2 separate regions of the Mus musculus genome follow, and region 1 is linked to region 2. The links are chromatin contacts, called in public promoter capture Hi-C maps. All regions are on one chromosome and are shown on one strand. Each heading gives the region's core, a stretch centred on a gene start, on an enhancer-like site or on the middle of the called end of the contact. The rest is flanking DNA. Distances are from core to core; before and after follow the strand shown. Region 1 holds the start of Sqor (sulfide quinone oxidoreductase). Region 2 holds the start of Spred1 (sprouty protein with EVH-1 domain 1, related sequence).

Region 1 (6,403 bases), core at 1,192-3,691, 5.6 Mb after region 2:
GGGATAGGGCGCTTTGTATTTGAAGTACCTGTGTATACATTAGTGCTTTCTGACTGGAAAATCACTTGATCTCCTGTGATACAGATGAAGAAACTCTAACTGCGCTGTAGCTTGATACAATTTTGGCTATTTTACAAGCAGTTTGGCTGCGAGGAATGCAGCAATCTGGGAGAGATTGGAACTGCCTATTGAAGGCCACATATGAAAAGGTAATATACTCTCTGTATCTCTGCTCACTTCCCTTCTGGTTAGGAGACTTCCTGTTGGTCTGTCAGGAGGGACAGTGTGTGCTGCTTGCTCCAGAAATCCCCACCCCCCCCAACTTCCCAATGAGTCTCATAGTAGCTCGTGAGGATTGGTGTCTCTCTGGATGAGTGGCTATCACAAGTAGGAAGGTTTACTGGGGCAGAATAAACCACTTCTCTAGCTACACATTCACCCAAGGAAGCATTTGCTTCAGAGATGAGGGTGGGGCTTGTTTAATGGGCTCCAAGCAGGTGCATTTAAAGCAGCATGCCTGGAGAATCCCTCTGCCTTGCCCTTACTCCAGTGTCTTTGCTTTCTCCTTTTCCTTTCCACGCTCTATTGCTGCTCATTCCTGCTAGTGCCCTTCCTAGTATGGGTCTGCATGGCTTCCTGGGGGTCGCCAGTCTATATTTCCTTATGCCCGGATCTTCTTGGATAGGTATTTGTTCCTCACCATCATGCCCCCTCCCCCACTACACATCATGCCCCCTTCCCCCACCATGCTCCCCCCCAAGCTTTCTTGCCATCCTTTAATATTTCTCTTAGTTTCCCATCTCCCTGTCTGCACACTCACTACTCTGGAAACCTCATATGGATGGGAATCAAGTGTAGGTCCAGACAGTAGCAGCCACAGGGCTCACTTGACATTCAGCGGACAAGATGGAGAATAACCATCTGAGGAAAGAATGACTGGGCTGGCGAGATGGGTCAGCAGGTAAAGATGCCTGCCTGGTTCTAAGCCCGATGGTCTGGGATCCATCTGTTGGAGGACAGAATTGACTTTGGGAAGTTGACCTCTAACTTCCACCTGTGCCTCATGACACACATGTACACGTGCACACATGCACACTAAATAAGTAAATAAAATATTATAGAAAGAAAAAGGGGAATGCCAATGGAGTAACTTCTCAGTCTTAATGTCTGATGGGCAAGACACTGATGGAAAGAAGGGACTTCAGTGGGGTAATAGAACGATACATAGATGCCCCAGCGTGTGGGAACTATTCAGGACACGGCTTCCAACTCGATTCTCCAGCCATAGACCTCCAAACACCCTGCAAACAGACTGCCCTTGATTCATTCACAGGAACCAGGACTTCTTAATGAGGATGGAGAGGAAGGAGAGATGAAGAATAGTACGAATTGCTTTGGAAATATGTGTGTAGAGTTTTGCTTTTGTCAAAACTTTGGGCTACAATTGTTGGCACTTAGAGGGTGGAAATCAGGGTTATGTTCAGTACTATACAACAATTAACTGTCCTGAGGCCTGAACATTTTTTTCTGGTGCCCCGCCCCTTGCCTCAACTCTCAAGTATGTGAAACATTTTATTGATAAAATAAATTCAGTTTTAGTTTAGAGTATGGCAGACATTAAGGATTATTTTTACATAGTCTTAATACGCTGTTTCCAGCAATAGCTTTATCAGTAAATACAGATCACATTTGGTTTTGTTTCCAAGTTCTTTACCAGACTTACCTGTTGCTGCACAAAGTCACGGAAAATTACTAGGGAGGCAGTGTTGCAGGTGCAGGTGCCAGCAAGTGCCACCAGGCTTACCATCAAACCCGTAGTCCCTGTTTGCGACCAAGCAATTTTTCTATAGATCCTTCAGAGTGAAGACAGTTTGAAAGAAGTGACTCAAAAACTATTAAAATGCATATAATCAAACAAGTGCGAAAGAAACTTAGTTATGCTTAAAAAAAAAGTTGGTGGCATTTGCGTGTTCTTTGAGGTTTTTTTTTTTTTTTTTTTTTTTTAAGTTGAGGCCTTAGCAACTTTTAGGAACTGTATTTGTTTTAACACATGAAGCCGCGGTCTCTGGCTTGTGCCTTCAAACAGTCAGTCCTTAGAAGGGGCAGAACAGTGACTTGTCAGGCACCAAAAGAACAACTCCTAGGAGCCAGCAGGTTCCAGGGGAAGGTGCCGCGCGGTTCTGAGTAGAGGTGGCCTTGTCTGCACCCCAGGCGTAAGAAAAGCGTCTAGGCTGCGTGGGGACAGTCGCAGGACATGGGGAGCAAGGATCACCCATACCACCCATGCCTCCGGTGTCCGTGCCTGCTCCAAGGTGCGCATTCCCCTCCGGGTTTGTTGTTGGGTAGCGCCCTGGCGGCCTTTCCTCCTCCGGAGGTTGGGGGTGTGGGGGTGGTGGCTGTCCCCGCCCCTGGCCTTTGCCTCCCCGCCCCGGCGGCCAGGCGGGGCTATGCGAGGCCAGCGCTCCAGCGCCACAGTAGTTTCTGCTGCGCCAGCGCTGGGGCCCACGGTGTCGCTCAGCCCGGTAAGACGCACCCCACGACGCTGTTACCCTCCTATAGCCGCTCGCTGTCGCCCACCTCGGTTCTGTCTCCGCGCTCCCGGCCGCCCTTCTTCTTTTCCAACCCCTGACAGACTCCCCTTTGGTCTGGGACTCGGTGGACTTCAATGCTTTCTCCTTAGTGGCCCAGCCTCAGCGATGCAGAGAGGATGGCCCTGGCACCCTCTCCACCCACACAGCTTGGACGTGTGGTCTCGGTGCGTGGGAATTTCAGAAACGTTAGTTCCACTTGTTGTCTGTCACTCAGCACCTTGCCCTGCCTGCCGGGTGGGTTGAGACTGGCATTGATCTGGGGAGGTACCCAGGGCGCTGGGGGTGGGAGGTGGTCAGCGGAGAAGCACAGGCCAGGCTGATTGGCAATTAGTACAAGGGAGAAAAGGCTCTTTGGTGAAACTTTTCACCTTACTTTTACTTACTTCTCCGAGAGCCACCCCAGCTTCTAGGGCTCACAGACTGAAGCTGAGTCAGAGAGTTTGCACAGGCTGTAAACCTCTCCTCTGTAAACACAGCTTTCTGATCCTTTTTTTTTTTTTTTAAAACCTGCAGCTACCTCTGACAGTTCTGAGTTTGGGGGAAAACTAAGGACTCTTTCTTAGAAGATTTCCCTTTTTGCTTTAAACTTTATTATTTTATTTCATGTGTATAGTTAGTTCGTTTGCATGTATGCCTAATGCCCTGGAACTGGGGTTATAAGCTTTCATCTGGGTGCTGGGAACTGAACTCAATTCCTCTGGAAGTAAGCCCTCCGTAAGAGCTCTTAACCACTGAGCCATCTATCTCTCAAGAGACTTTTAAAAACATAAAATTTAAGGCAGGCTATGATGAAAGAAAACAGCCACTAAAGTATTTAAAAGAATGCCATATAAATTTAAAAAGCAAATAACTATTATAATTTTGAATAGCTCAGAATATAGAATTCAAGATATAGGCACTACCTGTAAACACATTTCTAAAACATCATAAATACTGCTAATATTGCTGTGGCCAGCTGCCTACACAGTCCTTGAAGAGAATGTTAAATTTCAAGTAGACATCAGTGGAAGGTGAAGATTTTTTTTTTCTTTCATTCAGATGAATGGACCTCAATTTAGATAGATACCCTGTTAGCAGAAAGGGTGTTGATTACTTGTTAGGCAACTTAGCTTCTTGGGTTTAACACTTTCTTGAACTACCACTATGTCCTCTATCCCCAGCTTCTTTGGGCATCTGCTTTTCCTAAGGAAGAGAATGAGAAAAGCCCGGCACTCCTCCCCCAAGCCTAATGCCTTCTCACAGGTGAAAAGCATCCCTACTGAACTTGATGCAGAGGGATGCGGTAGGTAAAACGCCCCCCCCCCCCAACCTTGTCTGATACTGGCCTTTACATCCCTAAATCTGGTACATAAAAGGTCTGCTGGATGACATGGAGGTGGTTGCTTGTGAAGGCATCTAGGAGACAGCTGGAAGCTTGGGAAATGGCTGTTTAAAACTAATTGCTTCTTTTGAATCCATCAGAGCAAATCCATAAATCCAACTTGGGGATGTGAATACTGGGGAGGGCCCTTGGGTCTGTTGTGGGTCTGGTGCCTCGCCATAGAAGACAAACTGTCTTGATAGGAAAGTAGGATTCCAGAGGTTTCTTTTGCCCATGCGTAGGCTTGTTAATAAGATGTGTTGTAATGTAGGAAATGTCTTGTAAAGAATGGAGACAGAACCCATGAGGAAGCATTCCTAGATGCACATCTCCCTCCCTCTCTCTCTCTTTTTCTCTCCCCCTCTCTCTCTCCTTCTCTTTCTCTTTCTCCCTCCCCTCCCTGCATCCCTCACTGTCACAAATACTTTGACTCTAGAGAATTGGTAAATAGGAGAACAGTGGGTAATTTACTAAAAGCTGCCCAGACTAGGGCTAAAGCCAACTAAGCCTCCGTTATAGACAGTGAGAGCTTCCATGGAAGTGTTGGTCTTGTAACTGGTCTGTTCTTCTGTGCATATTCATGACAGTTGAGCTGGATGAAGCCAGATCATTCTTCCCCTGTCTAAGTTTGGACGATGACCATGAGATTTTCCAACTCCTCAGATTTAAGCTGATTCTAAATCAGAGCGAGAGAAAGGCTGTTACATTCAAGAGAACTAACACGCCCACCCCTTACATTCAAATCAAACTTCTACCTTCAAAGAGACCTACCCATGGTCCTATAGTGAAGTCCTTTCTTGCTTATGAGAGGGGGCCAGCAATTCCCTCTTCAGTGATTGCCATGAGAAAGTACATACAGTACACATTGCAATAACTCCCACAGATGATCTCCATGCCCCCACACCATGCTTTTCTGATACTTTGGAGGATGCACTTAAGCATAGATGCTTTCCAGGGAATTAGTGCATAATGGTACAAGACATGGGATAACTGGTTTTTATTCTGATTATGTCACAGGTCTAAGCATTTTATCTGGCTGTTCTCTGCTACAGAAATTCCAAGGAGTCAGTAGACAAATATCCCTATTGGCTGTCTGTTTGAACACCCACCTCTCCTCCCTTTCCAATGAGAAGTGAATGCAGTTTTAGGAAGTAAGAAATCTTTAATCTATCTAGTGGAGTCCTTTTTCCTGGTGTGAAGAAAGCATGGCATATAATGGTTAAAGATGAGCCCAATTTGGTACTACCTGTCACGAAGACCTGGGTGTCCTGGGTGTCCTTCAGACAAAGCTTCGTTGCAAAAGGGTAGCTGTGCTATTAGGTCTGGCATAGGAAAGATGTGAGCTGTTATGGAACCTGACATACCTGCTACCTATGTGTATTTCCTTGTATCCAAACCATCAAAGAACTGAACTCAGCGTCTAGATTCAAACGACATATATGTAATCTGTAATCAAAGAGTCTCTTGTCATTGAGACCTTGTGGGCTGGATTCCAGGTTATGGCAAGCCAAAGTAAGTGACCAGTTTGTTTATAGTGACACTCCGCCCCTCATAACTTTCCTGCACATACCTTTGAAACCCAGTGTACTTTGGTCTGATGAGTAATTTTATCCTGATAATTTTAATGATTCAGGAAGCCAGGTGTGGTGGCCTGAATACCTATAATCCCAACATTTGGGAGATGGAAGTGGAAGGATTTGGAGTTCAGTGTTATCTTTACTTACGTATCATGTTAGAGACTTTCCTGGCCATCCGTCCATTCATCCATCCATCCATCCATCCATCCATCCATCCATCCATCCATCCATCCATCCATCTGCCACACCACCTCCAGTAGGATCTGTGTGACAAGTTCCACAGGCTGAGGTGATTGACCTCAAAAGGGGGAGGCCTACTGGAACCGGTTGTGGAACTCTTCCCCTGAGAAAAAATATTGAGCCGTAGATCTCATGGCAATCTATCTGTTTTGTTTTCTCTTATTCCTTTTCTTACTTACATGTTCCTGGTAGCCTAGGCCCTAGAGATGGGGCCACTAACATGACCTCATCCCCAGGGAAATCAGTGCTTTACTTTTAAAATCATTTACAAAACTTATGATAGATAAAAATGTTCCCAACAATAAAATTTCATATGGCTACACGTGTGTCATTGGAGGTGGATTTTGGTATATGGTAAAGAAAGCCTTAATTAGGAAGAATCAAAATAGTTTAAATTCACATACTGAAGATTTATTAAAAAAATCAGGCATTATATGTTAAATAATAATTGACCATGGGGCTGAAGAGTTAGTTCAGCGGTTAAGAGCACTGACTGTTAAAGATTTATTAACCTACTCCTGGAAATATGCCACTAGTCTTGGACAACAGCCCCCAATGAATACATCCTTTTAAAATTGCTATATTTTGATGATTTATAATGATGTTAGCTGTTCTGTTTGTGATTCACCGAATAT
Region 2 (6,070 bases), core at 2,183-4,682:
CTCTCTCTGTATGTATGTATGTATGAATGTATGTGTGTGTGGACAGCACATTACTTGGTGTAGGATAAAGACAGTTTTCTCATGTATGTATGTATGTATGTATGTATGAATGTATGTGTGTGTGGACAGCACATTACTTGGTGTAGGATAAAGACAGTTTTCTCATGTATGTATGTATGTATGTATGTATGTATGAATGTATGTATGTATGAATGTGTGTGTGTGTGGACAGCACATTATTTGGTGTAGGATAAAGACAGTTTTCTCATGTATGTATGTATGTATGTATGTATGTATGTATGTATGTGTGGACAGCACATTACTTGGTGTAGGATAAAGACAGTTTTCTCATGTATGTATGTATGTATGTATGTATGTATGTGTGTGTGGACAGCACATTACTTGGTGTAGGATAAAGACAGTTTTCTCATGTATGTATGTATTATGTGTGTGTGTGTGGACAGCACATTACTTGGTGTAGGATAAAGACAGTTTTCTCATGTATGTATGTATGTATGTATGTATGTATGTATGTGTGGACAGCACATTACTTGGTGTAGGATAAAGACAGTTTTCTCATGTATGTATGTATTATGTGTGTGTGTGTGGACAGCACATTACTTGGTGTAGGATAAAGACAGTTTTCTCATGTATGTATGTATGTATGTATGTATGTATGTGTGGACAGCACATTACTTGGTGTAGGATAAAGACAGTTTTCTCATGTATGTATGTATGTATGTATGTATGTATGTGTGTGTGTGGACAGCACATTACTTGGTGTAGGATAAAGACAGTTTTCTCATGTATGTATGTATGTATGTATGTATGAATGTATGTATGAATGTATGTATGTATGTATGTATGTATGTATGTGTGTGTACAGCACATTACTTGGTGTAGGATGAAGACAGTTTTCTCATCTTACCCAAAAGTCAGTTCTGATGATTTCTGGGCTGCACAGGAGCCTCAGACAGCTGTGTCTCCTCAAAAGAGAAAGCTGCCTTTGCAAATGGCTACCTTTGTCCTTAATCATAACTCTGATGGTTATCACTGTTGATGGCTTACCAAGGGCCAGGCCATGTGTCTACTGGGGTGCACAGGAAACGACAGATGGTTATTTGTTGAATGACTGAACAATGCCGAGTGCTTTTCAATTAACCTTCACATGCCATCACTTTGACATGGGCTTTAGAACTTCTGTTTTATAAAATTATAGTGAGAACTGGACATACTACCACCTCAGAATTTGTACTAAGTGCTTTATGTGTGTTGCTAGCCCATCAATCCATATAAAAGCTCTGTGAAATAGATGCTTATTAGCCACATAAACTAGACAGAATTTAAGTGAGTTACTTAAGAACAGGCTCTGGGCGATCAAGCTCTCCCCTCCCACCTCAGTACTGGGGATTTAGCCGAGGGTTTCAAGTCTACCTCTTCCCACTCCAACCCCGGGCCTTCCACTACAAGGCTAGAACTTTGGCCCCCTTTTCATTTTAAATTTTTATATTGAGACAGGGTTTTGCTAAATTAAGGAGGCTAGCCTTGAACTGGTTCTGTAACCCAGGCAGACCTTGAACTTGGAATCCTCCTACCCCAGCCTCCACATTAGCTGCCAGTCTGGCCCGGATTTAAACATGAGCGGGCAAAGCCAGTTAGTACCTGGAGAACAGACTAGCACCTACACTCTGGAGTTCAGGTTCTTCACATCCTAAGATCAAGTTCAAAATGGTAGGAGTGGAGATCTCTTCCCACGCTCCACTCACTCACTCCTTTTTCCCATCCCCACTTGTTCCTAAGATGAACAATCCTGCAGACGCGGCTGGAAGTTATATAAAGAAACCTCAGTGATCCACGGTATGGGTTTTTGGTGCACGGCTGGCTGGGTTAGCGCCTTTATTCCTTCGTCAAACACACATTAGGCACTCTTATGTGCACAGTACTGTTAGCACATTAGTGTGTACTCATTCGGAGGAGAGCAGCAATTCTGAGGCTTCCTGGAAACCTTTGGCTGAAGAGTGACGGTTTCCTTAGGAGGCCCGCTGGACTTCTTCCCTTGGAATTGTTCTATCTCTCAAGGTGGCTGGAACAGGAAGCTTCCTTCCCCGGGGGTTAAGTAAACTTGAGAACAAAGTGAAAAGCCTATCGCAAAACCGCCTAGGGAGACGCCACAGGAACTTAGGAGCGCTAGGGAGTCAGTCCCCCAGGCCATCTTGTGTATAAGCTGACTTCTTAGAGACAAGATAATAGAATTTATAGAGCTAGGAGTTCCTAGCCCTCCGGTCACAAAGATCCCAGGCTCCAGCCCTCAACCTTAGAAGGTTCTTGTGCAAAAAAGATCTTTTGGGATGATTGCATACATTGTCCTCTGACAATGCAAACGTGACAGCTGCCTATCCAACAACCGTTCCGCCTCTGTTCGCCAAAGTTCGTGCCACACAGGCTTCTCCTGCGCTATAGTTATGCAACCTCGCTCGCAGCGGGAGTTATTTCCTGTGCTGCTGGATGCGCCAGATTCATGTAACCCGCCTACCCCGGGCTTCAATGGAAGCCGTTCTCCATTAACAAGCACTCGTGCTTCCAGAGATGAATGCCCAGCATTGCATGCTGTTTGCGCAGTGAGGATCGCGCTGCGAGGTATTGAAACCAACTCTTTCTACACACACACACACACACACACACACACACACACACACACACACACACACACACACACATCACACGCACACAACTACCCTTGTGCAAGAAGCAAGGGAACTGCAGCAATGCAACTAGAGGGACAGCAGGAGGAGCTCGCTTTGCAGTCCTGGCCTGTAACCCCCACTAAGAGATGAACTCATGCCAGTTCCATTCTTTGCAAGAAAAACACAACACACGCGCGCGCGTGCACGCGCACTGAGCAGTACGGAGTGGCCTCCCGATTTCTTCCCCGAGCACACGGTGTGCTGCCCGCTTGTCCCGGCAACCCGGATATCCCAGGCCGAGTAACGGGGACTTGAGCGTCGCAACAATGCCAGTCCCGGAGCAGCTCGGCTCACAGCTCCCACCCCCGCCCCCTTTCCTCGGCGTGCCAAGAGTTTGGAGCGCGCGCACGCACACGCGCGCGATGCAGTGCAGCGACATATCCCTCCGCCACCCTCCTCGCCCCGCTCCCGCTGCCCGACGATTTGGGAAGCGAGGGGAGGAGGGAACTACTTTCCTGAAACTTGTTATGCTGCCCACGATCCAGAGCTGCAGTGATTCGACTGCGGGCCGCGGCTTTTAGGTTTCCCCCCGACCCCTCAGAGGCCCCGCGCCTCCGGCTTGCAGCCGCGCCCCACGTCCGCCCAGCCGCACCCGCGCGAGCCCCGGCGGCCCAGAAGTCGCGAGGGACTACTTCGCCTGCCTCTCCCGCGGGCGCCCCCGGTTCGAGCGGCGGAAGGAGCGGGCGGCGTGAGCGCTTCCGCCGCCCCCCTCGCGGCTCCCCTCTCGCGGGCGTGAGGAGCGGGCCGCCGAGCAGCGCTGATCTCGGCCCTCGTCGCCGCCGCTCGGCACTGTGCCCTCGGGCTCCGACGCTCGCCTCGCGCCCTGCCTGCGGCCCCTCAGCTGGAGCGCGTCCGAGGCAGCCCCTGAGGGCCGACCAGGCGCGCCGCGCGGGCAGCCGGCGGCCAGGCGGGAGATGGTGCGCGGCACCTCGGCGGGACCGCGCCGCCTCCCGCAGCCAGCGCTCGGCTGCCCCCCGCCGGCTCCCGCCGCCCGCCCGTCGCCGCGCCCCTGAGAGCAGCACCGCCTCAGCCACCGGCCGCGTCCCCCTCAGCGCCCGCAGTCGCCCGCGCCGTCTCGGCTTCGCACTCGACCTCGGCGCGGCAAACCGCTGGGGTCGCCACGGCCGCGCTTGCTGCCGCCGCCCCCCTGCGGGGGTGGCCGGGCTGCCCGGCTCGCGGGGCACCGCTCCGAGTGAGGCATCCACCATGGTGAGGCCCCCGAGCCGCTGCCCGCGCGCCCCGCCGGCCGTCGTCGCCCGCCGCCCCTCGGTGCCGCCGCTGCCGCTGCTTCCCTGCCTGCTGTTGCTCCTCCATCTCCTGATCGGATCACGGTGAGGGAAAGATGAGCGAGGAGACGGCGACTTCTGACAACGAGTAAGCGAGCCCTGGCCTGGTTGAGCCCGGGGGGCAGCCCCCTCCCCCCAGCCCGTCCCGCCCGGGAGGTGATAGATGCCCGATGTGTCGGGCCATTTTCTTTAATGGCAGCACCCCTTTTCATTCGTGCATTTTCGCCTCTCTGCTTGGGGAAGGGTATCGAGTGCAGTGCAGAGGCGGCGTAGCAGTCGGACGTCTCCGAGACAGAGTAATAATGTGGGTAGCTCAAAGTGGAGTAGAAACTACCCTTTGCCTGCCCTTCACTCCGGCGTCAAACCCGCCCCCCCTCCCCAAACACCTTGAACATCCAGCCACCCTGCCTCTACAGCTATTTCGCTCGGAAACTAATGTGTGGGAGCACCTCCAGCCGCAAACTGCTCTTGAATCCTAATTCGATGACTCAGTGACTCCTAAATACCGATTAAGCCTTCGCCCCCCGCCCCACTTTTTAAACTTATGACCTATACTATTCTAGTAAAAAGATAGGGTTAGGGAAACATTTTAAGAATTAAATAGGATTAAGGACACCTGGAGTGTGGGCGATGTTGAGCTATTGTGTTTTTTTATTATTATTTTTTTAACCTTCGAGAGTATTGAACCCGTCTTAATCAAGAACAGAGTAATTAAAAATTTTGAATGCTAGGGTTTGGCTTCCGTCTGTGATAAAGTACGGTTTACATTGCCGAACGCGTTGGTGACTTCATCAGAGCTTGATCCATAAGTTTTTGCTTTTTTGGACTGTCCTTAGGTTTTCCAAATGAATCACCGTGCCTTTTAAATATTTTGCTTTAATGTAGCAGCCTCTTGAAGGAATAATGGGGCTGTAAGAGTTTCCTGTTGAGAGTTAATTTGGGGCCGAATTTTGGTGTCTGTTTTTTCTGTAATTGAATTCAATTTTTGTTTGTATTTGGAGGGCTATGAAGAGTTAAATGAAGTCTAGTCCTTAGGATGCATTCCTTTAAATAAAGTGCATTCCTCAAGTCAGATCTTTTCGAGAAGGCTTTAAAGGCCCGTTTACCATAAAATAGCAGAAAAATGCCGAGCAACGCCCCCCCCCTTTGAAAAGCACGCATTGAGGAGCGGGTGTGGAAGGAGGTGGATTGCTGCAGTCAGTGCAGTCTAGAAGCAGAAGTGGCCGCCATGTTCTCTCTTTTTGTGAATCGCCCTCATTTGCATAGCACACTTCATTCATAAAAAAAATAATTAAACATCCATCACCTTGGACAACTTGAAAGGCTTTCCTAAGAAAACCACTCGAAGCTTGTTTGTCCTTGTGTAGATTTTTGGGTTCAGGAAGTGAGGAGAATTTGAAGTTTTAGATTAAAATTTGGAACATACGCGCACACACAAACAACTACCCCAGTTCTCAGAATGTTGACACAGTTATGTGGGAAATATCAGTTCGGGGAGGTGCTGGGATCACGTGATCGCCTCCATTCATAAAATACCTGGCTGTCCATTCACAGTGCAGTACACTGTCACTGCCTTCCGCAGACTAGATCTATTTTGAGCCAGATCAAGAACCCTGTCTCAATGCTGGGCTGAGAAAAACTGCGGAAATGCTGAAGGGAATGACGGGAACTTTTATTAGTATCTTGCAATAAAGCAGCTGGGATAAAAATCTTATGATCTATTTTAGAGATGGGGAAAGATGTCTTACCATTTTAATAGTTTAGAAAGTAGTATTGCCTTACTTCGGCCAAAGAACAAATGATGGGTGTAGATTAAAGCAAATGTAGAATATATTGTTTCAAAACAGGCCTTTTTTTTTTTTTTTTTTTTTGGTACTATAGTAAATTGAAAGTGCAAGTAAGTGTATGAAAGAGATCTCAGTGGATAGAACCGTTGTTGAACTAAAATGAAAAAATATTAATGATTGTTTTAATTCTCAAGATACTGATGCTTTCAAACAGCCCCCACCCCACCTCCAAATGTACTTATGGGCAACTGGG

The links. Promoter capture Hi-C pulls out the DNA fragments that hold promoters and counts their contacts.
Region 1: a promoter capture Hi-C map of liver shows a contact between it and region 2, with 5 times the contacts expected there. The contact joins the promoter of Sqor here to the promoter of Spred1 in region 2. A contact is called at or near these places in 1 of 39 promoter capture datasets (liver), 1 of 484 Hi-C or Micro-C datasets (liver) and 1 of 9 other capture datasets (pancreatic islet).

The regions. Positions count from the first base shown.
Region 1 is chr2:122,762,918-122,769,320 of GRCm38.p6, forward strand. It overlaps Sqor (sulfide quinone oxidoreductase), which reads left to right and starts at 2,442. Exons shown (of 10, transcript NM_001162503.1): 1 at 2,442-2,522.
Region 2 is chr2:117,117,639-117,123,708 of GRCm38.p6, forward strand. It overlaps Spred1 (sprouty protein with EVH-1 domain 1, related sequence), which reads left to right and starts at 3,433. Exons shown (of 7, transcript NM_033524.3): 1 at 3,433-4,118. The coding sequence starts at 4,087.